3 separate regions of the Hordeum vulgare genome follow, and regions 1 and 3 are each linked to region 2. A link is a contact called in public Hi-C data. All regions are on one chromosome and are shown on one strand. The core of a region is the stretch at or near the end of the contact, and the rest is flanking DNA. Distances in the headings are between cores, read along the strand shown.

Region 1 (2,700 bases), core at 112-2,611, 280 kb before region 2:
CTAGAGGCTCACTAGGGACAGAGTGTTGTCTATGTACCCACACATGTATTTTTGAGTTTCCAATCAATATAATTCTAGCATGGATAATAAACGATTATCATGAACAAGGAAATATAATAATAACCAATTTCTTATTGCCTCTAGGGCATATTTTTAACATGTTCAGGGGCTACTGAGGCAGTCCGGGACTAAGGGCTCCTCGGGCTGTCCGTTTGTTCTCATGGGCCAGACTCTCGGGCATATTCGGTCATCATTGTAAGTATTGGAATAATATGAACTCTTCCGAAGACTTGGTGTATGATCCAAGACAACGTAGTAATCGACATATTCCTTTTCTATTATAACCGACCTTGCGTAACACTAACATCCCTAGTATCTATATAAGCTAGGGGGGCCTAGTTCGTAGGACGGATTAAGCTCATTGTGATTTGGATTTAGACCACAACATCCAATCTCGAAGTAGATCAACTATGTACTCTATACTACTCCATCGATACCAGCAAGAGCAGGACATAGGGTTTTACCTTCATGAACAAGGCCCGAACCTGGATAAAACACCGTCTTCTTCGTCTCTTGTTATCCATGGAATCTAGATCCAGAGTTCACACCCCCTACTTGAGGTCAGCCGATTTTAACACCGACAACCTACCTGTCGGAGCTCAATGTGGCGAACGCTTCGACTCCCCTAGAGCTCCCCTCTATTTCAAATGAGCCTGCGGGATTTTAGATGTCTAAAGTGGTACAGGCCAATTTCATGTTCACATTGGAGACCTAGATATGTCGTGACCGTTCGATCTCGACATTTGCATATGTTTTGATGATCGGCGTTGAAAATGACCTAACATAACAGTCTTTCACTCCTGCCGTATTGTATAGGTAACAGACAGGTTACTATCAAATCGTTGAATGAGCCCTCCGGTGGTAATTCAAATCTGTGAAGAACGGGCACTAACCGTGGCAGTGCTCCTAGTCTCACATAAATGGTTGAAAACCGAAGTTTAGAGTTCCAGCAAAAGAAATTCAAACTACAGTTATTATAACCGAGAAAAAGACGTACTGGAGGCGTACCACAGTACCAATTGGAGTATGTAGCAAAGCGGGTCCTCCACCATACAACCACATGCGGGAAGCACGTAGGCCACCGAGGCGACGACGCACCGTGTCTTACCGGTCGATCGGAGTCATCGGACATGCATATTCCAGGCCAAGCGGGAAGAGGGGAAGGAGGCGTCGCCGTCGACGACCTGGCGGGGGCAAGTCTCCGGGCCTATCCATCAGACTGCACTCAAACTTCCACCACCACTAGTCTAATTATAATCGGGACGGCAGGAGAGGAGGAATTCATGACATGTAGCGACATGCCCGCGACTCGATCGATTGCTGCAGGCACATGGGTCAGTTGCCCGTGATTTGCCGGCTGCGTGCGTGGACGACTTCGCATCTCCTGACCCGGCCGCGTCGCGCGGCCGACTACGTTAAGTTAACACGCACCTTCTCCGTCTAATCCTCCATCCACAGACACACATGCTTCCTTCGTCTTCTTCGCGCGCTGGCGCTGGCGTAGCTCCTCGCTGTTAAACGCGGTTTACCATCCGTCATACGCATGATCCTGCGCCATCTCTCTTGGAACGTACCTACAGCGATTCTACGATCGCTCCTATAACTACCTGCAGGCTGCGGCTGCGGCTGCCTCAGTCAGTCGGCAGCGTACATAGCTACGGTTTCCTTCTTTCTTTGGTTTTCGATCGGTCATGGCTAGGTCATGGCTGTCCGGCCTGCGGTCTCGGCTCGGCGGAGGCTCCAGGCAGGACGGGCTCGGCATCCTGGCTTTCGAGGCGGCGGCGGCCATGTCGCGGCTGGTCTCGCTCCACCTCTCCCTGTCGGACGCGGAGGTCAGGAGGCTCCGCGCTGACGTCTTACGCGCAGAGGGCGTCGCGCGGCTCACGTCCACGGACCAGTCCCGCCTGCTCCGGCTCGCGTGCGGCGAGCTCATGGCGAGCCTCGACCGCGCCGCCGACGACGCCGCGCGCCTCGGGGCGCGCTGCCGCGTGCTGCCGGACGCGCCGTTCCTGCACGACTTCGACCGCGTCTACGCCGACGCGAAGCGGGGGGCCGGCCTCGCGCGGCTGGACGCCACGGTCGGGTTCTCCAGGGGCGCAGCGAAGCGGTTCAAGAAGATGGAGCGGCACGTAGCCGCCACAGCGAAGCTGTACGCGGAGATGGACGCGCTCACCGAGCTAGAGGCGTCGGAGCGGCGGATGGAGCAGTGGAAGCAGCACAGCGGGCCAATCCCGGCGCAGTCATCCAAGAGCAGGCAGCACGCGGACGAGCCAAGCGAGAAGCTGATGGGCGAGCTCAGGTTGCAGCGCCACAAGGTGCGGCGACTCACGGAGGGCTCGCTCTGGAGCGTGGCCGCCCACAAGGTGGCCAAGCTCATGGCCAAGTCGGTGCTCGCCGTGCTCGCGCGCGTCTCCGTTGCCTTCGGTGCGTTAGTGCCGGGATTGCCACCTCCGTTAGCAGGAGGCCGGGGATGGGCGCTCGGCCACTCGTCTGGCCCCATGCACCAGTCGATGGCTCCCAACGCGGCGATCCGGCACTCGGCTCCCATCTTCCGGCCGAAAGACACAGCCTCCACATCGTCAGAGTCAATCAAGCCACCCGCGACCACCGTCGGTGGCTCGGGCATGGAACTGCGTTACG
Region 2 (2,700 bases), core at 41-2,540:
GATTGCCCCAAGCATTTGTGGTTACCTCGAAGCCATATTTCATTGTGATGGAGCTTCGTGGTGTTGTTGGGATCCTCTAATTAAGTTGTGGAGATTGCTCCAACCTTGTGTTGTAAAGGTTCGGTGACCGCCCTCAAGGGTCCATTAGTGGATTCACGACATCTCGCATTGTGCGAGGGCGTGAGGAGATTATGGTGGCCTTAGTGGCATCTTGGGGAGCATCGTGCCCCCACACTGCTCCAAACGAAGATTAGCATCCGCAAGGGTGTGAACTTCGGGATACATCGTCGTCTCCACATGCCTCGGTTATCTCTTACCCGAGCCCTTTACTTATGCACTTTACTTTGTGATTGCCATATTCTTTCTTGTAATATATCTTGCTATAACTTAGTTTTTTTATCTTGCTTAGCATAAGTTGTTGGTGCACATAAGTGAGCCTAGTTGTTTTAGGTTTTGTGATTGACAAATTAAATATTAGTTTTATTTCGCATTTGTTCAAGCCTAAACCGTAAATATTTTAAAGCGCCTATTCACCCCCTCTAGCGACATCCACGTCCTTTCAATAGGTGTGCCACCCTCCAAGTCCAAAACAATGGGTCTATGATTAGAATGTTGTGGATCACCATTGACCACTTGTAACGAGGGAACCTATTCCACCATTGACCACTTGTAACGAGGGAACCTATTCCACCATTGAGGAGTAGCCACCGCTCTGTCGAGCCTTTCACGAATATACCCTTAAACTCGGAAATTATTATTACGCCATGTGGCACCCGAAACGAAAACCACAAACTAGAAACCAGAACACGAAACTAGGATTTTGGGAGTTTTACAGCCGCGTGCCCTAGACACATGCGGGAGACCTAACTTGGGGGGCGGGGGATGATTGTTGGCTAGGGATTGGATGAAACTGGATTTGAACGGAGGGGTTTGCCGGCGGCAGCGATGAGAAAATGGGAGACGGCGACGTGAAGACCTGGATCGCCTCAGAGTCACCGTTGAAAATGCTAACCATCTGTGGGGTGTTTCCCTATAGTAGCCGGTCAATTTTTTTTTACTAACCGTCATCTATTAGGACTGACTGATCACGAGTTAGGAAGAACCGGAATTTGCCGAGAGGGAAGGACGATAGGAACAAAACCCTAACGACATGGAAGTAATTTTGCTCCTTCAATCGTGATGAACATCGTACTACGAGTGAACAGACTCGAAAGCCCACAGACCTGTGGGCTCGGCCCAGGCAGCTGAGACAGGGAGACTGTTTTGGATCGGGCTATTGTCTATAGCTCTTCCTGCGGCCTCTTCTTCTCCCCTGCATCCCCAACTCGTCGTCGTCTTCCCAAGGCACCAACCCTAGCCATCCCTCCTCGGCATCCTCCCCCCCCAAGCCGGCGGCCGCCGCCCGTCTGTGAAGATGTCAGGAGGCTTCTTCCGGGTAAGCGGACACGGTTCCCCGCATTGATTTAGTTCGCCAATCTCGCTTCGTTTTTTCCGGTTCGTCCGATCTGTGACAGCTGCGCTGACTCGCCGTGTTTTTATCAGGGGACGTCGGCCGACCAGGATACCAGATTCTCCAACAAGCATGCCAAGTTGCTGAAGACACAGAAGTTCGCGTCTGAGCTTGACCATCAGGTTAGCTTTTTCGTTCTCGCCCTATGCCTCCATCGGGTTCTAGCCGATGAGCGTCCAGAAGGGGAGTATCTGCCGTGGGTTCAAGGTAAACGCTAATTTGTTTCTTTCCTTGGGTTAGGTGGACATGTCAAAGGTGAAGATGGACGTGATGAAGCCGTGGATTGCCACACGGGTCACTGAGCTTCTTGGGTTCGAGGACGAAGTGCTTATCAACTTCATCTACGGCCTGCTCGATGCGAAGGTGTGTTTTTTGAAGATAAACTTCTTTAACATATGCTTGTTTCTCGTTGAACAAACACAGATGTTTTTTTTTATTGAGATATGCCTATTAATTGAAAACTGAACTCTCCATTCGATTCATGTAAAGCATCTCTGGATATATTGGATTTGGTCCATTCAGCTTTAAGATTGTAAGCAAAGAACCAAACTATCTTCATCGTGTAGCTCAGGAGTCAGGAATGAAAACTGAAATTATGCACATGTAATTCGGGAACTATCAAAGTCTCTCATAGGTTTGTTTGGATAGTGTAAGACAGGTAATCACAGCCACCTTGTGGAGCTAAACCACAACATTTTCCAATTTGCAAAATACCAACTGGATTAGCAAAATACCAATTGGATTAGTTTACTGAAACTTCTTGTGAACTTGTGAAACAAGTATGTGTTGTACCTGTAAAAGTTAACCGCCAAATAGTAGGAGCTTAGGAGCTTTACAAGGTTTTTGTTTGTTTTGCAGGAGGTGGACGGGAAGTACATACAGATCCAGCTGACGGGGTTCATGGAGAAGAATACAATAAAGTTCATGAGGGAGCTGTGGAGCCTCCTTCTAAGTGCGCAGCAGAATGCCAGTGGTGTGCCCCAGCAATTTTTGGATGCAAAGGAGGCTGAGATTCAGCAGAGAAAGGTTTGCATAAATACATCAATGTATTATTATTATAATAAATATTTCTATGACATACTCCAGACATGTTGTTCTGGGTTCTCATAAGCTAGAATACATACATAAGACATCAAACTAGCATGCCCTTACAATGACCTAGATTCAGTTCTGATTAGTTGCTCGCCTGG
Region 3 (2,875 bases), core at 318-2,817, 410 kb before region 2:
CAAATTTTGATGTTGCTGAAAATTTTCAGACACAAATAACACTCGAGTAGCCCTCACCGAAAAAAAAATGAAGCTCAAAACTGCACATAAACTTTGGACACTGATTATCTTTTTAGGTGAGGGCTCCTTATTCCTTAATGTTATTTGAAGCTGAAAATTTTGCATTAACGTCGAATGTTTGATGTTCCAAAGTTTTCAGATTTTTAAATATTATTTTTAGGGTGTAGGGGCAGCCAAATATTGAAAGTCTTGTCTCCTAGACTGTGCTTCAACATTGACAAATGGCCTCCCTTTGTCAATCCAGTAAATATACTATCAAGTAAAGATGCTTGAAGATTGATTTTGCTGATAATAGCTTCATAATTGCCTTCGTGGATGTCTCCTATCACCTGCTATTAGTCAGAAGCGACCACAAACTTATAGTTAGCTTGTACTTCCTCCATCCATATATATATGGCCTAATGCATTTTTCGAAATTGCCTTTGACTATTGATAAGATTAATAGTATATGAATTGTATAATATGAAAATTATATCACTGAAAGCTCCTTTCACGTACGAATTTGAAGATATGTTTTGTGTAACTTGCATGTCATATATTATTGCTCTAACATATGGTCAAAGTTAGTCTCGAAAAACGTATTAGGCCTTATATATATGGAAAGAGGGAGTACAATAGTTAGCTATACAAGAGTAATACTTTTATCATATATGGCCCACCTTTCATTCTCACAAAGCACCTAAGAGCACTTGTTAGAGCTAGCTCTTCACGAAGAGTCCGCTTTTCTTCTCTCTCCTCTTCTCTCTCATCCAACTCAGTAAAAATATAGTATTTTAATCCTGACAGCCCGTTGACTGTACTTTATTGTGCTTGCTCTTAGTGCTAAGGCCTCTCTCGATGCAATAGCCTCTAAAATTGCTCGGTCATCAACTCCCCCTGTGACAAGTGATGAACTGCCCAGGAAGGTGCTGTCGCTATCTCTGCACACAACTGCAGCTCATCCTCTCGTTCCCTTGCGAAGCCTGCATCGACATGTACCAGTGTTTACATCTGAAGAAGCCGATCCTAGCAGCCAACTTGGCTATGATCTTCTGGCTACGAAGCCCAACGAAAACACTCCTTTTGCACTGTAAATACAAAAACTCGTTTTGTCCCACAAATGAACTAGACATATGCAGGTGCAGGCAGCCAGGCACCCTCATAAGCTTTCGTTTGAACTTTGAAGAGACATTTGCAAAAGAAAACAAGGTCAGATGTGTTCAGGTCTTTATGGATCCCTCTCTCCTTTTTCCTGATATAATGCTGTAGTGAGCCCCTGGTCGTCTCGTAACCAATAAAAACAGCCATGTCATTGTCTCACGCAACATCGCAACGGCTTCCAAGTGTGCGAGACCGGACGATACATCATATTCGTGTTGTTATCCACAAAGTGCGCGAAGTGAAAAGAAAGAAAAACAATAATGGCTGACCTGGGGGCGCGCGCGACCGCAAACTGGACGGACACCGCACGATCATCATTGCCCCGCCGGGGCAACAGCACGGGCAGAGGTACGTACGCTGCGTTGCCTAGTGCTGTGGTCAAAAAGGCGCGGCTCATCATCTTTCCTGAGCGGGCGATGCACGGGACCGGGTGGTTTCCACGTGACAGCTTTAATTTGCTCTCGTCTTTTAGTTTCGTCAATCACTAAGAGCAACTCCAACACGCGCCTTTGCGCGCGACCTGCTAAAATTCTTTTACCTCGCTGAAATTTCTGATCGTTTTGGCATAAATTCCTTTGCGATGCATACATACATACGTGGAGTACTGTACTACTCATTCCATCTCATAATATAAATACGCTTTTGACACTATAATATTATCAAAAACATCCTCATATTATGGAGTAGAGGAAGTAGATCACAACTGATAAGGATACGTGAAGCTTTATGAACGTACATACTATACTGTATTGTACTGTATAGAGGAGGTTGCAGCAAAGTTAAGAGCATCTACAGCCGTGCCCCCAAGATGCCTCCGAGGACATTTTTTGAGGTTCGGTATTAGGTTCGGGGGCGCTTTTTGACTGAAAAATGGCCCAGCCACGCCCCCAGCGTCCCCCGGGACGTCAAAATAGTGCCGGCATTCCCAGGCGAAACCCAACGCGCTTGGGGGTTCTTGGGAGAGCCGGCGAAAGTTTCGACGATTCAGAAAAGAACTAGACCAAAGATGGCCGCTAACTGCGCTCTGCCGCTCTCCCAGGCGACCGGCCACCGGAGTACTGATCCCTCCGCAGAAATCCTCTGTTCTCCCCCCGCCTCCACCTCAGAGTGAGAGCGATGCAAAGCCCTCGAAGCACCGCGGTCTCGCGGAGGAAGGTCCGTTGGGTCTCCTGGAGATCCGGAAGAAAATGGGGGTCGTTGCCCGCTCCCTGTTGGCCAGGACGAAGGCTCGGGAGGGATTTTCGTCGGAATCAGTGGGATCGGGAATGGATCATGCTGGCAAGATCGTGGAGCGACTGCGAGCAGGTATGGACCGTATCCGTTTATCATTCGAGGGGAAGATCTCAGATCCACAACCTAGCTATGGCGGCCTGGATTGGAGCCTGGTGTCTGGGCAAGATCAGGCAAGTAAGCCCCCAGTTAGGATGCCAAATCTCAAATTGATGGACAAGCTGTATGGAGGGATCAGGGAGTTAAGGAGGGGAATCATATCATGGAGATAGAGATTGATTCAACAGTGTGTCTGTTCCCTGACCAAGAGATTCAGTATACGATACAGTCAGGGGCTGTTCCAATACAATGTCATACACGCAAAAAAGTAAAAGTTCAGCATACAGAGGAAGGCCCGGGCCTAATGGGCGGAGAAGGGGACAAAATGATCTGGGAAATCAATTTT

Evidence for each region. A called contact is a pair of places that touch in the nucleus more often than the background predicts.
Region 1: a contact with region 2 is called in a Hi-C map of leaf, with 5 times the contacts expected there. The contact joins the promoter of LOC123446660 here to the promoter of LOC123449038 in region 2. A contact is called at or near these places in 2 of 6 Hi-C or Micro-C datasets (both in leaf).
Region 3: a Hi-C map of seedling shows a contact between it and region 2, with 3 times the contacts expected there. The contact joins the enhancer-like site here to the promoter of LOC123449038 in region 2. A contact is called at or near these places in 2 of 6 Hi-C or Micro-C datasets (leaf and seedling).

Annotation. Positions count from the first base shown.
Region 1 is chr4H:479,666,935-479,669,634 of MorexV3_pseudomolecules_assembly, forward strand. It overlaps LOC123446660 (protein PSK SIMULATOR 1-like), which reads left to right and starts at 1,362. Exons shown (of 1, transcript XM_045123221.1): 1 at 1,362-2,700. The coding sequence starts at 1,752.
Region 2 is chr4H:479,947,075-479,949,774 of MorexV3_pseudomolecules_assembly, forward strand. It overlaps LOC123449038 (serine/arginine repetitive matrix protein 1), which reads left to right and starts at 1,291. Exons shown (of 12, transcript XM_045126106.1): 1 at 1,291-1,435; 2 at 1,543-1,632; 3 at 1,751-1,873; 4 at 2,369-2,536. The coding sequence starts at 1,415.
Region 3 is chr4H:479,535,959-479,538,833 of MorexV3_pseudomolecules_assembly, forward strand. No RefSeq gene overlaps it. Among protein-coding and RNA genes, the nearest start is that of LOC123446660, 130 kb to the right of the region's middle. Within about 2 kb of position 1,568, at least 3 of the 3 cell types and tissues checked have open chromatin away from gene starts, as enhancers often do. A contact at or near this core is called in leaf and seedling, where this site is marked.